Linked DNA regions of Mus musculus: all the other regions are linked to region 1. A link is a contact called in public HiChIP or PLAC-seq and promoter capture Hi-C data. All regions are on one chromosome and are shown on one strand. The core of a region is the stretch at or near the end of the contact, and the rest is flanking DNA. Distances in the headings are between cores, read along the strand shown.

The links. Promoter capture Hi-C pulls out the DNA fragments that hold promoters and counts their contacts. HiChIP or PLAC-seq counts read pairs in DNA pulled down with a chosen protein or histone mark.
Region 2: an H3K4me3 HiChIP or PLAC-seq map of embryonic stem cells shows a contact between it and region 1, with 35 read pairs. The contact joins the enhancer-like site here to the promoter of Tmtc1 in region 1. A contact is called at or near these places in 18 of 39 promoter capture datasets (the 3T3-L1 cell line, the C10 cell line, the HPC-7 cell line and 11 more), 2 of 15 datasets of contacts at CTCF or cohesin (large pre-B cells and pro-B cells), 49 of 484 Hi-C or Micro-C datasets (B cells, CD8 T cells, the G1E-ER4 cell line and 20 more), 18 of 115 datasets of contacts at active chromatin or transcription factors (astrocytes, craniofacial prominence, embryonic forebrain and 6 more) and 2 of 9 other capture datasets (adipose tissue and embryonic stem cells).
Region 3: an H3K4me3 HiChIP or PLAC-seq map of embryonic stem cells shows a contact between it and region 1, with 19 read pairs. The contact joins the promoter of Ipo8 here to the promoter of Tmtc1 in region 1. A contact is called at or near these places in 3 of 39 promoter capture datasets (cranial neural crest, embryonic stem cells and stem cell-derived epiblast-like cells), 1 of 15 datasets of contacts at CTCF or cohesin (the NIH/3T3 cell line), 6 of 484 Hi-C or Micro-C datasets (the N1E-115 cell line, embryonic stem cells and nephron progenitors), 11 of 115 datasets of contacts at active chromatin or transcription factors (astrocytes, embryonic midbrain, embryonic stem cells and 3 more) and 2 of 9 other capture datasets (adipose tissue and embryonic stem cells).
Region 4: a contact with region 1 is called in a promoter capture Hi-C map of hippocampal neurons, with 2.8 times the contacts expected there. The contact joins the enhancer-like site here to the promoter of Tmtc1 in region 1. A contact is called at or near these places in 8 of 39 promoter capture datasets (cranial neural crest, embryonic stem cells, frontonasal cranial neural crest and 4 more), 1 of 484 Hi-C or Micro-C datasets (stem cell-derived neural progenitor cells), 5 of 115 datasets of contacts at active chromatin or transcription factors (embryonic forebrain, embryonic stem cells and stem cell-derived neural progenitor cells) and 1 of 9 other capture datasets (embryonic stem cells).

Annotation. Positions count from the first base shown.
Region 1 is chr6:148,442,958-148,445,959 of GRCm38.p6, forward strand. It overlaps Tmtc1 (transmembrane and tetratricopeptide repeat containing 1), which reads right to left and starts at 1,395. Exons shown (of 20, transcript NM_198967.5): 1 at 944-1,395. The coding sequence starts at 1,242.
Region 2 is chr6:148,917,423-148,920,424 of GRCm38.p6, forward strand. No RefSeq gene overlaps it. Among named protein-coding and RNA genes, the nearest start is that of Caprin2, 23 kb to the left of the region's middle. Within about 2 kb of position 1,624, at least 6 of the 459 cell types and tissues checked have an H3K27ac peak or open chromatin away from gene starts, as enhancers often do. A contact at or near this core is called in embryonic stem cells, where this site is marked.
Region 3 is chr6:148,829,931-148,832,932 of GRCm38.p6, forward strand. It overlaps Ipo8 (importin 8), which reads right to left and starts at 1,537. Exons shown (of 25, transcript NM_001081113.1): 1 at 1,234-1,537. The coding sequence starts at 1,317. 2610017A05Rik (a long non-coding RNA gene) reads left to right here and starts at 1,690. Exons shown (of 2, transcript XR_869626.1): 1 at 1,690-1,778; 2 at 2,935-3,002.
Region 4 is chr6:148,793,931-148,796,932 of GRCm38.p6, forward strand. Ipo8 (importin 8) reads right to left here. Exons shown (of 25, transcript NM_001081113.1): 16 at 2,711-2,836. Among named protein-coding and RNA genes, the nearest start is that of Ipo8, 36 kb to the right of the region's middle. Within about 2 kb of position 1,406, at least 7 of the 459 cell types and tissues checked have an H3K27ac peak or open chromatin away from gene starts, as enhancers often do. A contact at or near this core is called in hippocampal neurons, where this site is marked.

The DNA of each region.
Region 1 (3,002 bases), core at 145-2,644:
AGGCTATTAGCATCCCAGTACGCAAAGCCCGGTGCTCAGAGTAGGGTGCCTGACACCTCTCCCTAGCTCCTACCTGGAACACCCACAGCATAGCAGCTTCAGGAGCATCGTAGGCCACCTGGTCCGGTCCCTTTATTCCTCATCTGCCCAGCAGTACAACCTCCCTGGAGAAGCTGACAACTTGGAGCATCGCCACCCTCTGGAACCCGCTAATCGCGGGTAGGAAAAGCTCCAGCGAGAAGTCTGCCATCCTTGAAGCCCCGGGGGACATAGCAGGCAGAACTCGGTCCCAACTCCGCAGCCAGGAAGCGCGGGAGAACCTAGGTTTAGCTGGGAAGATATAGGGCAGAGCAGAGATCTCCCCGAGTAGCGCGGAGAGTACCCAAAACAGAGCCAGAAGAAAACGATGTAGTGCTTCAGAACCTGAGCAAAGCCTTGAGAACCTTAAGCTGTCCCGGGTAATGACCAGAGGTAGAGCCAGGTGGATTCAGGACTAAGCCTGGAGCAATAGGATCAGAGTCCGACCCGAGAGAACCCAGCCAGAGCAACGAGATCTCGGGGCAGAGCGGAGAGAACCTCGTTCAGAGAAAATCTGGGGCTGCGCTGACAGAATACTAGAGTTGTGAGGGCCTGGGACAGACCCTGGAGAACACTTAAGATAGAATCAGGAGCGCCAAGCATAGAGCCCAGAGGACCTGGGGCAGAGATTGGAGAACGGAACAGGGCAGAGATGCAAAGCGTAGAACCTAGAGGACCAGACTGAACAGCCAGAACACAAGATAAATCCAGGAGGATCTGGCTGATGACTAAAAGACCAGGGGTAGAACTGAGAGAAAGGGGAGAACAACCTAGAGGAGGTACCGAGGGACCTGTCAGAAGTGTCCCCGCCGTACCATCCCTTCTCCAAGGAGAGGCGTCTAGACCCCAGGACGCACAGGCTCACCTGAAGGACAGCACGCACAGTGGCCGATAGGACTTGTGGCTGGTGCTGTCCGCCAGGCCCTTGCCCCAGAAGTCGTTAGCGAAGATGGCCCAGCGCAGCGGTGTCCCGGGCCGCACGTCGGGGTTGTTCACGATCGCCCACACATCGTCGTGTACAAACTCGCCCCGCAGCGAGCGGCCGTAGCAAAGGCAGCTGGCCCCAGCTAGCAGCGCCGCGGCCCCCGCTGGAACCAGCCCGCAGCGCGGGCGCCGCGAGGGCGCGCGCTCCCCGCCGCCGCGGTCCCCGCGGGTCACCAGCATCGCACCGCCCGCACGGCCGCTCCCGCGCAGCGCGCATCCTCCCCGGCCGGGACCCGGGCGCGCAGCGGCCTGCTTGGCTCAGGCATCGCACGCCCACTGTCCCCGCCCGGGCGCCCGGTGCTCTGCCGCCGCGGTGGCCCAGCTGCAAATAAACAGCGATCCCCCCGCCTCCCCGGGCCATCGCCGCCGCCTCCGCCCACTCTGCGCATGCCCGCTTGCGCGCCTCCGCCTCCTGGATCCTGGGACCTGAGGTCCCCAACACCTGGCCTCTACCAGCTGGCGCTGAGTCCGGGACAGCCAGAGCGCGCAGGTTTAGCGGGTCGCCGCAGGGCTTGAGGGGACACGCGGGAAGGCCACCCAGGGTCCCACCGGGTACGCCCAACTGCTTTCCCAGACCAGTCCCCAGCCGGTCTCAGCTGCGGAGGGGCAGGTCCCCGCCGCCTCCCGGCCGCAAATCGGCAGGCTTGTCAGGTACTCAGTCTGGACCCGGACACCCTCTCTCCCTGGAGGCGTGAGCGATTCGAAACCAGCTGGACAGATGGGGGACAAGCTCCAGCACCCGCAGGGCTTAAAGTCTTCCAAGGTGCTATGCCCCAGTCCTGGGAACGCAACGCGCGCAGCAGTCCTTTCCCCAAAGCCCAGGGGTGCATCCCCGGCTGTGAACTGCCTCCTTGCTGTTTCTGCTGCTGCTTATAATAAGCCCGGTTTTGATTTTTATTTCCGTATGGGAAGCTCTTCCTTTTGTTTTTCCCTTAAACTCTTAAGCAATGAAGGAGGCGCTGAACACATTACTTCTGGCTTTCTTTTGGTTTTGGTTTTGAGACCCTGCCTTAGGCTGACATTCAGGCAGTCCTGGGCATTGGCTACAGAAGCCAGGCTGATCTCGAATCCTAGAGTACCCCCTACCTCAGCTGCCCAGGCCCAGCTACTTTACCTGCTATTTTACTGGTTGGATCTCTTGGGAATAATTATTGTCTCCTGGGAGACTGCCTTGACCCTTAAATACAAATTAAAACTATGGACTGCCTTGGCATTGCCTCTGGCTCAGAAACTTCCTGTCTTTCTCGAAACTGTTCTACTTTTGAATGCCAATCACAACAAATAAATGAGGTATTCCAGAAAAACACTGACTTCCCCTAATACTGAAAAGCCCCGTTGGTTCTTTCAGGCCACTTGTGAATGGACATGGCTTTATTACTGAAATTAACTGAGACTTCATACATCCAGACCCCAAACCTCAAAATAAAGTCGTCATTAAAACAAACAAAAGCCAAACAACATCAAACTTTTGACAAGAAAGAAAAGAAACTTGAAATGGAAAGGAGAATTTGTTCTTTGAGCCTCCCGATGGCTCCTTAAATTTAAACACCAGAGCACTTAATGCAGCAGTTCCCAAATTAACAGGGACATAGTCCAAGACAGGATCCATTCTTGCCTCTTTTGATGTTTTGTTTATTGTTGGTTTTTCTTGGTGAATCAAAATTGGTGAGAGAGGAGCAAAGCTGAAATCTTGTGTCCCAATGACAGCTTTCTTAGAACATCTGACCCTCAGTGACTGCTGAACCGAGACACACAGACACAGACACACACACACACACACACACCACACACACTTGTGTCCTTTGCTCCCTCCAGAGTAATAAAAAAAATGGATGTAGGTTTTACCTGGTGCACATTGTGCTAATGAAGGGTAGAGACACAAAGCTACTCAAGTACTGTGTGTGTGTGTGTGTGTGTGTGTGTGTGTGTGTGTGTGTGTG
Region 2 (3,002 bases), core at 374-2,873, 470 kb after region 1:
ACTTGAGGCTGCTGAGCCATTATTTAAGACTGAAACATAAACACAGGCACAAACCCCGTCTTTCCTTGCAGCTGCAAAATCCCCTGCCTGAAGTTAAGTGCAGGTAAGCTATGTAAGTATAGACATTCTAAAATAGAGTAATTTCCTCCTTTCCAGACATGGAGACAAAAGGGCAGCTCTGATTTTAGTCACCTTCTACACAGAATGAAAAGATTTGTCTAAGATCCCCTAGACTCAACATACCACAATAATAAGTAGCCTTTGCCCATGGTGCAGGGAACATGATACCAACAATGAGTAACCAAACTCCACTGCTAGCTAGAGAAATTATCCAATAGGACCCTCTGGCTCCTTTCTTTCATGAATGAGCCCATGAAACTCCTACCTTTGATCCAACTTGGCTGTCTCTTCCTTTTCCAGTCCCAGTTCATTAAACATCACACAAAAACTGCCAGGCATCAGGATGCTGGATCAATATGGACACTGGACTACGGGTGCCTGGAGAACTTCAGCATGACATTGACAGCTGGCACTAAGTTCTGGCTGTTTTGAAGCTGTTTTTAACCCAGGATTTCATATACCTCAGGTGGTCTAGAATTGTGATCTTCCTGCCCCCATCTTTTATAATACATTTCAAACTGGCATTAAAAACAAAACTGGGGTTTTCTGGATCAGCTGGAAGAGTGCTGCTGTCTAGTAAGGCGAGGACCAAAGTTCAGATCCCTTGTATCCAGTCATGTTGGGGCACAGCTGTAATCTCAGTAGTGGAGGCAGGAGGGGGTCCCTGGTGTTTCTAGTTATGCCACAGCTTTAGTAAGAGATCTTGTTTCAAACACTAAAGGCGTACACATGAACCACACACAAACAGGTAAACTCATCTTCCATGACCAGCCTTTGCAGGAAGCAGAAAACTTTTCTGGATTAAAGAGGCACTGGCTGCTGGACCATCAAGCTAGTTTACAGAGTAAACAAATGTGGGCTGGAGAGTTAAGGTCCCTGGTTGCTTTCCTTTTCCAGAGGAAGGAACACCAACGTACACAAATTTAAGAATAAATAAATAATTTAAAAAGCAAGCAAGCAGGCTGGAGAGATGGCTCAGCTGTTAAGAGTACTGACTGCTCTTCCGAAGGTCCCGAGTTCAAATCCCAGCAACCACAGTGGCTCACAACCATCTGTAATGAGATCTGATGCCCTCTTCTGGTGTGTCTGAAGACAGCTACAGTGTACTTTGGGCCACAGCAAGTGGGCCCGGAGTGAGCAGAGGTCCTGAGTTCAATTCCCAGGAACCACATAGTGGTTCACAACCATTTGTACAGCTACAGTGTATCATATACATAAAATAAATAAAAAGCAAGCAAACATTGCCTGATGAGGTGGCACACCCCTTTAATCCCACCACTCAGTAGGAAGAAGAAGGTGAGCCTCTGAGTCCCAGGCCAGCCTGGTGTACAGAATGAGTTTCAGGACTGAGGCCTATACAGAAACCCTGTTTTGAAGAAAAAGAAAGCAAACAGGAATCAGAAAAGCAGGCTTTATTCAAGTTAAACTCTTTACACTTCCACTCAGCTGCAGGTTTGTTTAAGAATAGTGGTGATTTGGATAAGAATGGCTCTCAAAGGCTCATATATTTGTTTCAATGTTTGGGCTGCAGCTTGTAAAAGTATGGGGAGGATTAGGTGTGGGCTTGTTGAAGGTATGTTACTGGAACTAGGCTTTGAGGAATCAAAAGCCCACCCAGCTTTCTCTACCTCTGGGTTGTGTCTCTCTCATGATTGTCTCAATCTGAAAGCTTTCAGCTTGATTCAGCTTCATGCCTGACTGCCTGCTGTCAAGCTCCCACAATGGTCATTGACATTTCCTTCTGAAACTGTTAGGCAAGATCCCAATTAAATGCTTTCTTTTGTAAGTTTCTCTGGACATGGTACAAAAATGTAATTAAGACTGAACTTTACAGGACTTTTGATCAGTGTTTGATCACTTGGCTCATGGGTGTTTCAGAACAGATCCACCTTCCTACTTCTGTAATCAGTGGTAGCATCATAGATCAAAATGCTAGTGTGTTGGTTCAGTTTGTCCTAGTTGGTTTGCCAATTTCACAAACCTAGACTTCTCAGGGAAGAGAATCTAAATGCCTCTGTGTTGGTTTAAATAAGAATGGCCTCATAGGTTCATGTATTTGAATCCTCGTTTCCAGTTGGTCAGCTGTTGGAAAGGGTTAGGACATGTTGGAGATGGTGCGCTTTGAGGTTTCAAAAGCCCAGGCTAAGTTGCTTTACTGTCCACTGACTTCTGGTAAGAATGTAAAGCCCTCAGCTACTTGCAAGCACCATGCCTGCCATGATAACAAAGTAACCCTCTGAAACTGTGAGCAAGCTCTCAACTAAATGCTTTATCAGAGGTGCCTTGGTCATGGTGTCTCTCACACCAACAGAATAACTAAGGCAGCCTCTGTAATATGTGGCACGTTTTCCCGACTAATGATTGATGTGGGAGGGCCCAGCTCACTGGGGAATTAGTCCCAGGTTGTAGAACCATGAAAAGCAAACAAACAGTCGGCAGCTCTCCTCTATGGTCTCTGCTTCAGTTCTCACCTTGACATTCTGACTCCTGGCACTGGAAGGACAGAAGCAAACAGTCTATATACAAGCTTCCCAGCTCACAGAAACTGGAATATGAAGTCTGAGAAACATATTTTGTATATAAAAGCACCCTGACTCTAGGCACACTAAAGACAAAGGAAAAAGCAATCTTGATTGTGCCACAGCACATGTGAAAAGGTCTGAGGAAAATGGTGGGAGCTAGTTTTCTCCTACCTTGTGGGTTCTAGAGACCAAATTCCAGATTGTCAGGCTTGGCAGGCACATAGCCAAAGCCATCTTACCTGCCCAACAGTGATTACTGAGGCCAGCCTGGATACATAACTGTCTCAAAAATTTTGTTTAAAACTTCCATGTTTGATTTCATTTCAGTTCCTCATAATTCTGTAAAGTTGTTTCACACAA
Region 3 (3,002 bases), core at 287-2,786, 390 kb after region 1:
TCCTGGATTCACGTGTCCCTCAAACACCACAGATTGTCAGTTAATATTTCTCTTTCAAGATTCAAAACATCTTTTATAACAAAAACAAACCTCTACTAGGGCAAACACACTGGCCAAGAAGAATCCTTATACTTCAGGAGGCACAGAATTGCCTGGGGAGCCACTTAAAACACAAACTTGTTTCTATTCCCAGGTTTTCAGGTTCTTTACATCAGGGATGAAGCCCATAATTTGCATACCCAACCGTTTTCAGAGAAGCATAGGCCACTGGTCTTAGCAACCCCTCAAGATCCACTAATTAAGGAATATCCCTTCACACTTGTAGCAAGCTCAATTGTCAAGCCATGTAAGGAAATTTTAATTTGTACATTTTAGTAAGAGGATGATAGTCCCTCTTACATGAGCAGAACCAGAGCTTGTGATATTACAATTCTGAAAGGTTGGGCCAGATGTGGTAACACACACCTTTAAACCCAGCAGACTAGAGGCAGAGGCAGAAGCAACAGGCAGATTTATGAGTTCCAAACCAGCCTGTTTAACACAGAATTCCAGGTTAACCAGAACTACACAGTGAGACCCTGTCTCTGAAATGAAAGGAAGAAAAAAAAGGAGGAGGAGGGAGAAGTATGGTATGGACAAAAAAAAAAAAAAAAAAAAAAAAAAAAGACGAGAGTAACACTGGAACAATGAATGTCTAGACTGCTTAGAAAAATGGAAAGCAGCTAAAGCAAAGTCACACACATTTCAGTATTCCAAAGAAATGCCTCAAATATTGTATTACTGGCCGGCCCAGTCTTTGAAATGGTACGGGGAAACCGCGTGCCCTTCCTAGAACTCTCTCGGACAGTGCTGCCCAGCGCTCCAGCAATACTGTGCCATGATCCACACTGCCACCGCCAGAAGCAGGCGAGGGGCAGGGTTTCCGACAGCAACACCTGAAAAGGGCGGGTCCGGAGAAAAGCTAGCTTAGCTTTGGTGAATTTTCCCACCGCGTCTCCACGTAAGCGCATTAAAGGAAAAGAAAACACACCCAAAGACCACTATCAATGGTTTCGTAGCTTCTTTGTGCTATGTGTCCAAGAGAACTGAGCAAGTGCACCAAGAAAAGGACAGATAGCCAACAGGTGCTCCAGTTGCTCCGCAGGGGTCCTGGTCTCAGGCTGGGGTTGGAGGAGAGAGGGAGAGAAGGGAGAAGAGTAGGAAAAAGAGAAAGAGGGGCAGCCCCTCGCTCACCTGGTTAAGCTCCGTCTCAGCTGCAATTCTCAGCTTTGGGTCGATAGTGCCCTTCAGCGCCTGGATGATCCGATTGAGGTCCATGTCCGCGGGCGGGAGCTCGGGTCCCAGAGCCAGCAGGCCGGGTTGCAGCCGGGATGTCTCCTGGCCCTTTTTGGCCCCCTCTACCTCAGGGGACCACCTCACCCCCACCCCCTGCCGCTGCCACCACCGCCTGCAGCTACTTGCTGCGCCACTCTGACTCCGCGCCCCCTGTCCTCCCTCCTTCCCCCCGACAACTCTCTCTCCATTCACCTTTTACGACAGCCGGTGGGAGGTGGAAGAGGAAACGGAGACTCCTTTACGGCTGCCTCTTCCCCTGGCGTGCTGCACTGACCAGCACCCGCCAGAGACGCCATGATGCTCGTCTCAGGAGCCGGCATTCATTGCACAGCGGTGCTGCTACAGGAAGTCGCTCAAGTTTGTTCCAAACACCAGACTCCCGCAGACGGCCGCCATGATGCGGTACGGAAATCCTAGCTTGTCCACCCACTGGTGTGACCAAAGTAAGTTAATTGGCCTGGCATCTATTTACAGTTGTTGCAAATTAGGCATATCTAAAGGGAGTGGTACTTTTTGTTCGAGAACTCTGAACATCACAACTGAGCTGTTTCAAGACAAACTTACTGGAATCCTGAACTTACGTAGCTTACAGAAGAGGTTTCCTTTAATGTTTGAGCGCCACCCTTTATCCTGCCATTCATTCTTTGAACATTTGTTAAAAATGTTTACAGACAGGCACCATGTTATAATAACAAGATAAAATTTAATGCAGGTTTGTATGTATGAAAACTCAAAATCTAATAGATAATCAAATGTGTGTGTGTGTGTGTGTGTGTGTGTGTGTTTCTCTTTAGAGTGTAAAAACACAAAAATGCAGTAGTCAAGGAAACTATATGACCAAAAGTGCCCAAAATGTCCAGACTTTCACTGTGAAAGGCAAGAAGGGTTATGCTGTTTCCATCTACAACTGCAAAGCATACAAAACATAAAGTAAAGATGATTGTGGGCAAATGCTGCTGAGATGTGATCCTCCAAGGAGCATATAATTACGATGTATTGGTTCAATTAAATTTAAGAACAGTGTAGAAAATGAGACAGGATGTATGCTATATGACTGATTGCTTCCAGCAATGCCCATTTCAGTCCATTATGCACACAGCCATCAGAATGAAAAATGCATTTTCAATTTGAAATGTTACCTTTGCTACCTGCACCCCCAATTTCCTTTACTTATGATATCAACTCTAATAGACCTTTGAGTGGAAACATCTAGTTTCTTTGGAAAGTTATGTCAAATGATGGTTTGCAGGAGCACACAGGTGGATGTCAGTGCTAAAGCAGACACAGGTAAAAGGATATTTTGCTGGAGCAGACACAGGAAAAAAGTTTTTCCTCTAGCAGACACAGGTGAAAGGATGTCTTGATATAGCAAACACGTGAAAGGATGCTTGATGAAGGAGTATAAATATGACCCCCAAAGACAGTGGGAAACAAGCAATGAGCGTTGGTTTGCTCTGCCTTGCTAACACTCTATGAGCCTTCTATTGTTGCGTTCAACTTGTGGTAACACCAGCACTGAGAAAAATTCGTCCAAGAACTGCTTGTGAAGTTCCTGCAGCAGCTAGTAGCTTCTGCTGGTGAACCTGGCAATTTCTTCAGGATTGAACAACAGCTTCTGGTTCCTGCCTAGTGTCTGCCTGCCTAGAGAACTGGTCTGCAGCTGCTGA
Region 4 (3,002 bases), core at 156-2,655, 350 kb after region 1:
ATGTGACCTCAAGTTATTCCTGACTGGTAAATAAAGATGCCAACAACCAATAGCTGGGCAGAAGAGACATAGATGTGGTTTAGGATTCCTGGGCTTTGGGAGGTTGGACAGACCATGACAGGGAGAAGAAGGTGAAGGAGGAGGAGGAAGATGCCATGGGTTAGGAGTCAATAGAACATGGCCCTAAGGGCTGGCCAATTGGAGTTAAGAGCAGCCCAGATGAAACACTGTAAGTAATAACTTGGGGTTATTGATAGTAAAGTAGATTCTAATAGCATGGAGGATAGATATCTGTCCAGATCTTGTGCTGTTTAAGGCTTATTGTAAATATAAAGGTTTTGTATGTGTCTTTTATCCAGAAACTGAATGTTCAAAGGTGATGATGTATAAACCCTGCGTCGGGATTAAAAACTTCAACAACACAGATGCTGGGCAGTGCACAACTTCTGTAGTAACTACAGCTCCTGAGTATAATGCACCTTCCAAGAGCATGCATACACACATACACACACACACACACACGAACATGAACATGAACATGAACATGTACCTATAACTAAAATATACATATATGTATGTAACAACTAATGAAAAAAGGCCACGAATTTGAAAAAGGGCAAAAAGGAGTGGGAGGATTTGCAGGGAGAAGGAAGAGAGAAATGGTGTGCTTATATGATAATCTCAAAAAAGAAATACTTTTTAAAATTATTTTTTAATCTATGAAAAGAACAGGTGACCAGCAAATTACTGCTGGTTTTGCTTCTAATTTGCTTCTAATTATGCAGAAGGCTTTACATTTTCATCTGTAGGTATGAAGCCAGATGTGATTTGCTGAGTATGCCTCAACCTTAACTCATGCCTCCTTTGCTAAGTATGGTAACTTTGAAAGTTGAACACTACATGAAGTTTTTAAAAAATTAATATCAAATTCAAAATTGCAAGATGCTTTCATTTTCAAAATTATGCAGTTTTCTCTCTTCACAATACCCAGAAGGTTCAAACTACATGAAGTTTAAAAAAGAATTAATATCAAATTCAAAAATGCTTTCATTTTCAAAATTATGCAATTTTCTCTCTTCACAATACCCATACTTGGGAAAACTGGATTCAATGATTTCTAAGGTATTGTGAAATTAAAAATAAAGGTGAAAGTAGTATTTGCTTAAGTATAGCTACTCTAAGTCACTTTGGTCTAACTCACTGGTTACTGAAGACCAGAGTTTCAACATGAAAACACAAAAATAAAATATTGAATATGAAAATTAAAGATTCACTTAAAGGTCTTAGGTACAGGAAGGCCCGGCAGAGTAACACTGCACTACTTCAGCAAGCCCCCTGGGTGCCTGACAAACACAGGATGAATCTGCAGTCACATGGCTAACAGCAGTGTAACTGGCACCTGCTTCCCAAACCCTCACTTAACTGAGCAAATCTGTCACTTCTAAACATAGCAGTCTGTGCTCACAGACACAATGAACACATGGCTAATTTTCTTTAAGGAAAGGCCATGTTCCAGTTGGGAAGGAGAACTCTGGGTTTTCATCGGGAAAGCTGACATATGACAAGAATGGCCCAATGCAAATCTAGCCTGACCATTTGTGACCAGGTACAATAGCCTTCAGCCTCCTGACCCTCACTTCTGCCTTTGCAAAGAGACTCTCCTACCTATTAACATCCTTGAACCAGCTAAGTACTGAATACAGCATCTAAACTCTTGTCCCTGGGCCTCAGCAGTGACTACTGGCCAGAGTTTACTCCTGGCCTTACCTCTTAGTAAGAGGAAGGCCAGGAGGATCACCTCATCAAAGCCAGCCTTGGTTACAGAGCAAGTCTGGGGCCAACCTGAGTGGCTGAAGACCTTGTCTCAAAAAATTAATTCTATTTTACCTTAGTGTTCCTCTGAGAGTTGGATGTCTTCAAGTTTTTGCTTACTCCTCTCCAGTCTTACTGCACCTCTTACAACTATGTTCCTTTACTAATACTGGCCACTGTAACTGAAAGCTCCATCCTTCTCCACTAAGATTAGACTGTGGGTCCTAGAAGTCAAGACCCTTGTTCTATTCAAACAGCAATTCACAGAAACCTAGCCTGGCACACAGTAGATATGATGATCTGAACTCAGATTAGTGCAAAGGCTAATACTGTTGACTTTCAATAAATGTGCAATTTCCTAGCTCAACTATCTTAATACATTACTTTAAAATTTGAAAGCAACTTATTTGCTTGTGTGTTTAGAAAAAGGCTTTCACTACCTAGCCCAGGCTGGTCATAGACTTGTAGTCTTCCTGCATAAACGCTGAAGCTAGGACAATTTTTAAAACTTACCAATATAATGAAAAATAAATCTTTAATACCAAGACTGGGATGGTGAGACGGGTCAGCAGGTAGGATCACTGCTCATAGTGCTGGAGAAATAGTTCAGTGGTTAAGAGTGCTTGCAGCTTTTTCAGAGGACCTGGGTTCATATCCCAGCACCCATGTTAGGCAGCCCACAACTGCCTATAACTCTAGTTCCAGGAGATCTGATGTCCTCTTCTGAGGAAGCCCATACGTATATGCACACACGTTTGATATACACACACAAATACGTAAATGTGGCATGTACACACACATACAAATAATAAATTAAAAAGATAAGAACTCATAACCATTGCTCACATAAATTTCAGTTAATATAACCATTCTAATAAAACACAAGGTGCCCACCCACCTCTGGATGATCTTCCACAACTGTTAAGATAGTGTCGATGGTGTGTAAAATCCCCATGGCCATGACAGTTTTGTCTTCAATTTCTTCATACTCATCACTCTGAAGAACTTTACCAAATATCTCAGCCTGTGAACATTACATACATACATACATGTAATAATATTATATACATTATATATACATTATATTTGCTACCATGCCAAAGGAGCAGGCACTGCACACCCAAATGCTACCATTTCTCAGACACTAAGTTCTGCACTTTGTTGATCGAATCACCTTTTTTCTTGCAATG